3 separate regions of the Sus scrofa genome follow, and all the other regions are linked to region 3. A link is a contact called in public Hi-C and promoter capture Hi-C data. All regions are on one chromosome and are shown on one strand. The core of a region is the stretch at or near the end of the contact, and the rest is flanking DNA. Distances in the headings are between cores, read along the strand shown.

The links. Promoter capture Hi-C pulls out the DNA fragments that hold promoters and counts their contacts. A called contact is a pair of places that touch in the nucleus more often than the background predicts.
Region 1: a promoter capture Hi-C map of liver shows a contact between it and region 3, with 5 times the contacts expected there. A contact is called at or near these places in 3 of 5 promoter capture datasets (fetal liver, fetal skeletal muscle and liver), 7 of 47 Hi-C or Micro-C datasets (blood, embryonic fibroblasts, heart right ventricle and 3 more) and 2 of 2 datasets of targeted methods (alveolar macrophages and skeletal muscle).
Region 2: a contact with region 3 is called in a Hi-C map of liver, with 2.6 times the contacts expected there. A contact is called at or near these places in 2 of 5 promoter capture datasets (fetal skeletal muscle and liver), 3 of 47 Hi-C or Micro-C datasets (embryonic fibroblasts and liver) and 2 of 2 datasets of targeted methods (alveolar macrophages and skeletal muscle).

The regions. Positions count from the first base shown.
Region 1 is chr4:124,008,861-124,011,560 of Sscrofa11.1, forward strand. It overlaps CCDC18 (coiled-coil domain-containing protein 18), which reads right to left and starts at 1,431. Exons shown (of 32, transcript XM_021090190.1): 1 at 1,308-1,431. It overlaps TMED5 (transmembrane p24 trafficking protein 5), which reads left to right and starts at 965. Exons shown (of 4, transcript NM_001243695.1): 1 at 965-1,310. The coding sequence starts at 1,131.
Region 2 is chr4:124,750,994-124,753,693 of Sscrofa11.1, forward strand. The region is part of intron 6 of RPAP2 (putative RNA polymerase II subunit B1 CTD phosphatase RPAP2); the gene reads right to left. Among named protein-coding and RNA genes, the nearest start is that of RPAP2, 22 kb to the right of the region's middle.
Region 3 is chr4:124,366,236-124,368,935 of Sscrofa11.1, forward strand. RPL5 (ribosomal protein L5) reads right to left here and starts at 1,377. Exons shown (of 8, transcript NM_001114284.2): 1 at 1,331-1,377; 2 at 166-235; 3 at 1-75. The coding sequence starts at 1,333. EVI5 (ecotropic viral integration site 5 protein homolog) reads left to right here and starts at 1,543. Exons shown (of 18, transcript XM_021090214.1): 1 at 1,543-1,668.

The DNA.
Region 1 (2,700 bases), core at 181-2,680, 360 kb before region 3:
TTAATGTAAGAATTCTCTAACCCTTCTGAAGTTATCAATGAAAACGTCTGAAGTTCAAATATATTTTCGTTTTCAGACTGAGCTCTCTATTGTCTTCAAATAAAGCGTCTGCCCCCCTTCAAGTCTATCTTGGAAAAGCACATCATGCTACCTCCAGGCCTTGACGCCTTTCGGCCCAAATAACGGTGCGTTTGTGGCTATATCCACGCACACCCACGGCCCCGAAGCACAAGTGTTCACTTCACTCCCGGGATGTAAAACCAGAGACTGGGGTCGAAAAGGCTTCCCCGTTTTGCAAGGGGGCCGTGACCCGAGAGGGCACCGTGCTGTGACAAGAACGCTCAATCTGACACAAACGCGTCCTTCGTTCATCTGGAACAAGCGGAGGAAAACTCGACAGCTTGCTTTTCCATCTCTCTTCACCTAAAACACAACCCTGCAGAGCAGCAGCTCAAGCGCAAGGGCGAGGCCCAGGAGAAGCGCCTCAGGGGACCAGAGGGGAAGGAACACAACCCCCTCCGGCAGGCCGCTCGCCACCCAAGCCGCAGTTGGGAGACCCACCGACGCCGGCGCACCCGTCTGCGCTCGGAAACCTCGCCCCTCTCCCGGACCCAGAGCGTGGAACCCCCGACACTGCACGCGGGACACCAGCGAACCCCGGCGGCGTCGCGTTCGAACCGCCGCGGGAGCCGTTGGCGACGCCCCGCCGCAGCCCCGCCCCCGCGCGGGCCCCGAGGCCTGTCGGGAATTGTGGTCTGCGAGCGAGGCCGAGCTCGCTCCCTGAACTACATTTCCCACAGCTACCGCCACGACGCCCATTGGTGTGAGGGCAGCCATGGGAGGCTGCGGTCTTCTGGGAGTCAAGCGGGCCGCGCTCCCGCGGGGCTGGAGGCGCCGAGACCGAGGAGGGTGTGGAAAAGGACTGCTGGCCCCGCCCTCAGCGCCTACGCTCCCCAGGCCGGCGCTTCCTCGTCCGAGGAGCACGCCTCCACCGCGGCCGGCTCCCGGACCTCCTTCAGGCTCCAGCTTTCCCCGCCGCCCACGAGGAGCCCGGGGAGGCGAAGCGGGGCGCAGGCGTCACTAGCCCACCCTTCCCACGCCTCTTCCGGCCCGAGACCGCCCCGGCAGGCATGGGCGACAAGATCCGGCTGCCCTTCCCGGGGGTCCTCTGGGCCGCTCTGCTGCTGCCCGCGGCGGCCGGCTTCACGCCCTCCTTGGACAGCGACTTCACGTTCACCCTTCCCGCCGGCCAGAAGGAGTGTTTCTACCAGCCCATGCCCCTGAAGGCCTCGCTGGAGATCGAGTACCAAGTAGGTGCAGAGGGCAGCCAGCCTCCTTCCGTTCGCCCCGCCGCACGTCGTCGCCTCTCACCGGCGTAGGAAGCCGGGGAGCCGCGGGGGGTGAGGCGAGGGCCGCGGGGGGAGCCGGGCAGCTCTGCGCAGGCGCGGAGGCGAGGTCCTGGCCGCGCCGGGGACCGGGAAGTTAGGCGGGACCTAGAATCGACTCCCGCCCTCTCCCCTTTCCTCCGGTCGGAAGGAGGCCAGCCCCGGTGATGTCGGCGGTTTTTCTTTGTGTTTTATAATTCACCTGAGGTTTTTCTAGCCAGTACACGCTCCAGTACGGCGGATTTCACAATACAGGTCTAATACACGTTCTTCTTAATCATTGGACGAGACGATGACACTTTTTTAATCACTTCCACCATCCTCACCCAAATCCGGCTTTGTGAGTCTACGCTGTCATTACTTCTTCAAGGATTTTTGAATTGTGACCCTGTGATTTTTCACTAAATCTTATTTGAGGATATTTTGAAAGGAGTTACTGATGTGTTTAATGGTACATTGCCTTCTCCGTTATATAACCATCATTTAAAAACCAAATAGGATCTAATTGTTTATTAGAACTTTATAACTTTTCGTCAGCATTCTAAGCGTTTCTCCCATATTGTTTTCTTTTTAGTGTCTACATAATGTTACAGGGAGTTACCTTAATCTATGTAGTCATTCTGGTAGAGGGTACTTTCTTAGGAGAAATCTTGTTAGCTCCAGTACAGCTGATTTCGATGTTTCTAGGTAGCACTGGAAAAAAAAAAACAAAAAAAAAAAACAGCAGCCTTGGTGTAGTTCATCTTTCAATTTTTATACAGGCTACCTAATTTTTAATGTTAATTTTCTATGGTTGATATAGAGAATCTTTCAGTAACAGATATTGTCACATGTAGAGTTTTTAAAAGTTATTTAGAATTTTCATCAGAAGGAACTTTAGAATTAGATTATTTATATATAGATGTATAAGGTAGGCATAGAGAGTAAAGTATCTAAAGTCACATAGTTAGCAAAACGGGCTGGAACTCAACATTTCTTGATTTCCAGTCCAGTTGAAAAGTTAATTTACTGAACTTTACATGTTACCCTGTGCCAGTAACGAGTGAATGGAGGCACGGACACAGGGGAGGGGACAAAAGAAAGATCCCTTTTCAAGGATCTTAATATTTAAGGGTTACTGGTTCATAAACAAGTAGTATCAATAAGGTATGGTATAGCTGCTGTGGGAGGAGGGCTTCTTCTCTGGGGTTTCAGAAAAGGTTTCCTGAAGAAGAATAAATTTGAATTTAGAAAGATGCTTAAGTGAAGCAGGAATGCAAGAAAGAAGGGGCATTTCAAGAAAAGGAACAGAAGGAAGAGAGAGTTCTGAAAATGC
Region 2 (2,700 bases), core at 193-2,692, 380 kb after region 3:
GTCAAAACCAGGTCACAGAGCACACTCAGGAGCCAGAGCTGTAGATGAGACAGAGGCTGTGGTCAGAGACGGGAAGCTCTTATTTCAAGATCTTGGAGGCAGAATAGTTCCAAATACGAATGAGGTACAAGGATGGCTGAATCAAGGGCTAATCGAAAAGTAAAACAAGAATTATTAAAACAAAATTCAGTTTCTAATGAGGGGGGAAATTAGCATATATTAAGGGCTTATTTTAAGGTAGGTGAACTTTTTTTAATTGTGGTAGAACATACATAAAATACACCATTTAAAAAAAATTTGGCTATAGTTCAGCGGTATGAAGTACATTCCCATTTCCGGGCAATGATCACCATTCTTCTCTAGAACTTTCTCACCTCCCCACACTTTCTGCCAGTAGGTGGTTTTGCATACTATCTCATTTAATCCTCATATAACTTACAACTTTATTTTGACAGATGAGGCAACTGAAGCTCTGAGAGGTTAACTGCCTTTCTAAGATCATTTCAGGTATCAAGTAGCACATTTAATTCAGGTTTTACAAAGTCTAAACTCTAACATGTTGCCTCTAATTAAAGTCAGAAGAAAAGAACCCCCAAGGTTGTGAGGAGATACATCATCATTACTGAACCCCCACAGATGCTAACTTTACTATTTTCCTCTCCTTGGTTTCACCTTTCTGACTTCACATAAAGAAAACTGCACTAAACAGTTTATGACTGAACTGAATACCCTGATTCCAGATGTACAAAAGGCAGGTTGGATTAGACAGAGTGGAAAAAATTAAAGTCATTTTAGAAAAGGGGAGACTGGTATCTGACACCAAGATAAACTAACATTGAGCTTAACGAGGTATTGGACAAAAGGTTCAATATACAACTTTGTTGTGGGCGTCAGCTGTGTTAGAAAGACAGCAAGTTACAGTGCTCCTTCTTGTCTGTCTCTTTTTAGATGACACTCTAAAGTGCTGTCTTTGTTAAAAGCCCCATTTCTCTTCACCCTAAGTCAGTACCTTCCGAATCCCTGCCAAGTGTACGTTGTCTCCATCAAGGTAAAAACTCCATTTAAAACCAAGTAACCATGCTAAAAGATGCCTTCAAGCTGGTTCTTCATCAACATTTCACATCATCTTCATGAAAGGATAAATCTGACGATTACCTGTACCATTCGCCAAGGAAATCTAAAACTAGAACCAACAGGCCAAGAGACATTGGGGGTGGGGGGTGGGAACGTGTATGTTACACACAAACCAAAAGAAGCAGTAAGCTACAATTCCCCCCCATGGTAGGAATTTTTCAAATATAATTTGAGACATGTTAAAACCTGTTTCAGACAGTTTTTATTCTGTCTACCAAGCGAGAGAGCTAGCTGTCCAGGAAGAGGTTATAGAAGTTGTTCGGCAGAGGTTTTTGGCTTCCGCACCTCTGAGATTATACTGTTTGTTGCCAAGAAGCCTGTGTGAAAACCCCCTTCTCTGGGCCACATGATGGCGCTTTCAGCTCTGTCAGCATTAACCATTCACCCCAATTTCATTTGCTAAATCAAAACTTGATTCTCAACATTTGTCCTTCCTTCTCAGTTTTAACTCCTAATTTTTTGGGTTACAATTCAAGAAACTCCCCTCCTTCAAAGACTTGTCAGAGCCTAAAGTCAACCAAACAGGGTTTATAAATGTAACTATAAGACTACCAAAACCAACATGTGGTCTCCAAGGAACAAAACTGTATGTGGTCTGTTTCTGGCCACCAAGTGGGTGAAAAATTTCTAACTTACAACAGGAAAAGCATCATACTGCGTCACGACCCAGGCCATCTAGGTCAGTGTTTTTGTCTCTGCAAGGGCATCAGGAGACATGCTGTGAGAAGCACTGCTGCTGACCATGACATTCAAGACATACTCCAGGTATTTTCCCCTTCCTAATGACAACAAGCAAGGGGCTTTAACACCTCTAAGACGCTTTCTGATTCCAAAGCCTCAACAGAAGCATGGAATGAGAACTCATGAATCTGAGTAAACCCTGAATCAACTTACACATTTTTACCAATGAGGTGGTGAGTCTACTACGGAACAAAATAATACCTGAGAAATGTTAAAAGGCACTATAGGTTTTAGTATTTTAGAATCTGGTGAGTATTATAGTAGCTTCCACAATAATGTAAGAAAAACCAAATTAAGTCAATTTTAATATCCTATTTCCAAATCATATGTAAGATCATGGTGTCCCTGAAAATGTAAACTTCAGGTTGTCTTGGACTACCGTAAAATACAAAACACTCTCGGTGTTTCTCCATAATTTAAAAACTTTGATTCAATCCTTTATCAACCTTTATCTTTTACAGCCTGAAGAGTTCAAGTTACTTGAGTCAGTAATTGTTCTAAACTCTGAAATGAGACAGACTTTCCACCAAGGTAGTACAAATTTCCCTAGGCTTACGTTGATAATTTTCATCATTTTTACCAATAAGACATTCCCTTATCTAGAAAACTTTCACTCTAGCAGGAGCAACTGACTTAGAACTGTGAAACATTAGAACTAAGGGGAGCTCGGGTTAAACACAATATTGTACTTCAAAATTAGGAAAATGAGATTGAGTGCTGATAACACTTTCTTATGGTAAAACAAATAAAAACCTAAGCTAGATCCAAGAAAACAGTGCTCTTAAATCTGCAGATCAGGACCAACCAATTAAGGGGGCTGCAACC
Region 3 (2,700 bases), core at 127-2,626:
TGTATTTTGGTGTGTTATACTTATTTTTATCTTGGATGACCAATCGTTTCCGGGCATAGTAGTCAGTTTTACCCTCTGAAAGAAAAAAACAATTTAAGAAAGTCTACTCCACTGCCAGAGAAGCAGAAATCGTTTCAACGTGTGAACACAAAAAACTGACCATACCTCGTCGTCTTCTAAATTTCACCTGGTACCTCTTGAAGTAAGCCTTATTCTTGACGACTTTTACAAACCCCTTTAAGAAAAAAGAAATGTTATTAACACTTTGATTGTTTTAGTTTATACTTTTGACATTTGAGCTGTAACAAAGTAACACTTCAAAATTGAAACTTGCAGTGAATTCTGACAACCACCACTTTTTGTAGAGTCCAGCCTTTATCAAATCAAAGCTCGAGAATCACTTTCCTCTACTTTCCATGGCTCAAAATTTATAGCTTTATAAAGCAATAAAAATGAGCCAGTGGGGGGAAATGGAAGGAAACAACAAACACAAACGTAGGCCAATTTCTTAACTTTTGCAAAATACTGCTCAAGACAGCAATCTTGCCAAATGTCTGTTCTTAATACTGTTCCATTTCAAGAATCTAACCTATTTCCCCCTTTATACGAACATTTTTCAAAAGCCTAAGTTACCTGTCACAAAACGCAACTGACCAAGAACTTACTCAGCAATCACTCTGCCGATTAAAACACTGTCCCTCACCTTCTAAAGCCACACCACGCCCGGAAACTCATTAAAAACTGGTGCCACCGACAACCTACAGAAAGGCAGGAGGCACGTACCAAACGCAACGAGCTTCCTTTCGGGGCCCAGAGACGCCACAGCCTGCCAGCTCTACTGACGGATCTGGGTTAAAAGCCACTTCGGGCCGACAACACAGGCCTTCTGAACGACCTGCGGGGTCCGACGGTCTCCCAGAAAACCCATCAAGCGGTCATGGGGGCGCTGGGTCCGAGGAGCCGCAGCCGGTCTCCACTCAGGCCTCCCCTAGCTCGTCTGAGAACGACTGTCCATGCAACCCGCCCGGCTCGGCCGCCAGCCAGTGACCCGCGGCACAACTGGCACTAATCCTGCGGCTTGTCTACTAAACTCACCCCTCACCCGCAATCCAGTGCCCCGGTTCCCCTCTCCTGGCACCCCTCCCCCGCACGATTACGCGCCGTGGCAGCCATTAAGGCCACGCTGGGAGCCGCAGCCGGATCACGGCAGAGCCGGCAATCTAATGCCATCCGATCCGTGCGCCACGCTAGACGGACCCTAGACGGGCCTTGGGACAAGAAGCAGGAACCCCCGTGCCTCCGTAGCCCCGAGATCGGGATATCCACTCACCATCCTGCAGAACAGAGCTCCCAATCGGCGGCTTGCCACAGAGCAGCAGGCCCAGCACCGCTCCCGGGGGGGAAAAAGGGCCGCGACGCGCGCGCAGGCGCAGTATGTAGCGCCAGCGATCACGCAAGCTACGTGTGGAAGAGAGATGCGCCGGCCGCCTGGCGTGCAGCATGCCGCCCCCTGCTGGGGGGAGGACCGATGCGGGCCTTCGCCTTCCGGGAACCAGTCCTCAAAGTCCCGGGTCCGAAAGCTCCAGACCGGCAGGGGCGGTGAGCAGCAGCAGGGAGGCTTACACTTTCCTATGCCGAGAAGTTTCACACCAAACACGCATTACTTTGGTAAGCAAGAAAGACAAGTTTAAAAATTAAATAGAATGAATTTGCTCCTTTTGCCGCCCCCCCGCCCCGAAGTCTCCTCGGGGTCCAGAGCGTACAGGTGCGCCCCACGAAGCCTCGCCTTACGGCTCCAACACTGGGTTGGGGCCCCTCTTTGGCCTTCCCACCGCACCCTCGCACCTGCCTCAGGCTGCTCTAGACTCCCTGAAGGTGGGTGCTGCTGTCAAGGTCACCTTTGAATCTCCAGCACCTGGCACAGTGCTGGCAGTAGGTGCTCGGGGTTTGATAAATGGTAAAAACGAAAACCTCTCTGCCTGCCGCCGCCCCCTCCATCATCTTCCCTGATCCCTGACCGCCTCATCCTTCTCCTTCCCTCCGTCACTCTCTTCTAGCCGACATAGCGTTTTTCCAAGTCTTTTTCTTCACTCTCTTAAAACTAATTACAACTGGATAATGAGTCTTTTGCCGGAATAGGAATACCACGCAGAGACTGAAGAGAACAAACCAACCCTCCAAACAAAAAGCAAGAGACAGTGTTCCCTCACCCAACAGTATTTCAAAGTTGATCTTCCGGCTATTGCATGGGAATCATTTAGGTACTAGTTAAAATACAAATATTTGAGGAGTTCCTGTTGTAGCTCAGTGAGTTAAAGGAACTGTTCTTAACCTACTAGTGAGGGTATGGGTTTGATCCCTAGCCTTGCTCAGTGGGTTAAGGATCTCGAGTTGCCAAAAGCTGCTGTTGGCATCAAGTTGTTGCAGGTACGGCCCTAAGAAGAAAGAAAAAAAGGAGTTCTCATTGTAGCTCAGCAGGTTAAGAACGTGACTAGTATCCATGAGGATGCAGGTTGATCCCTGGCCTCACTCAGTGGGTTAAGGATGCGGCGTGGCGGTGAGCTGTGGTGTAGGTTGCAGACACCACTCAGATCCCGAGTTGCTGCGACTGTGGTGTAGGCTGGCAGCTGCAGCTCCTAGGCTAGGAACTTCCATATGCTACACATGTGGCCCCAAAAAAGCAAAAAAATCAAAAGAGAG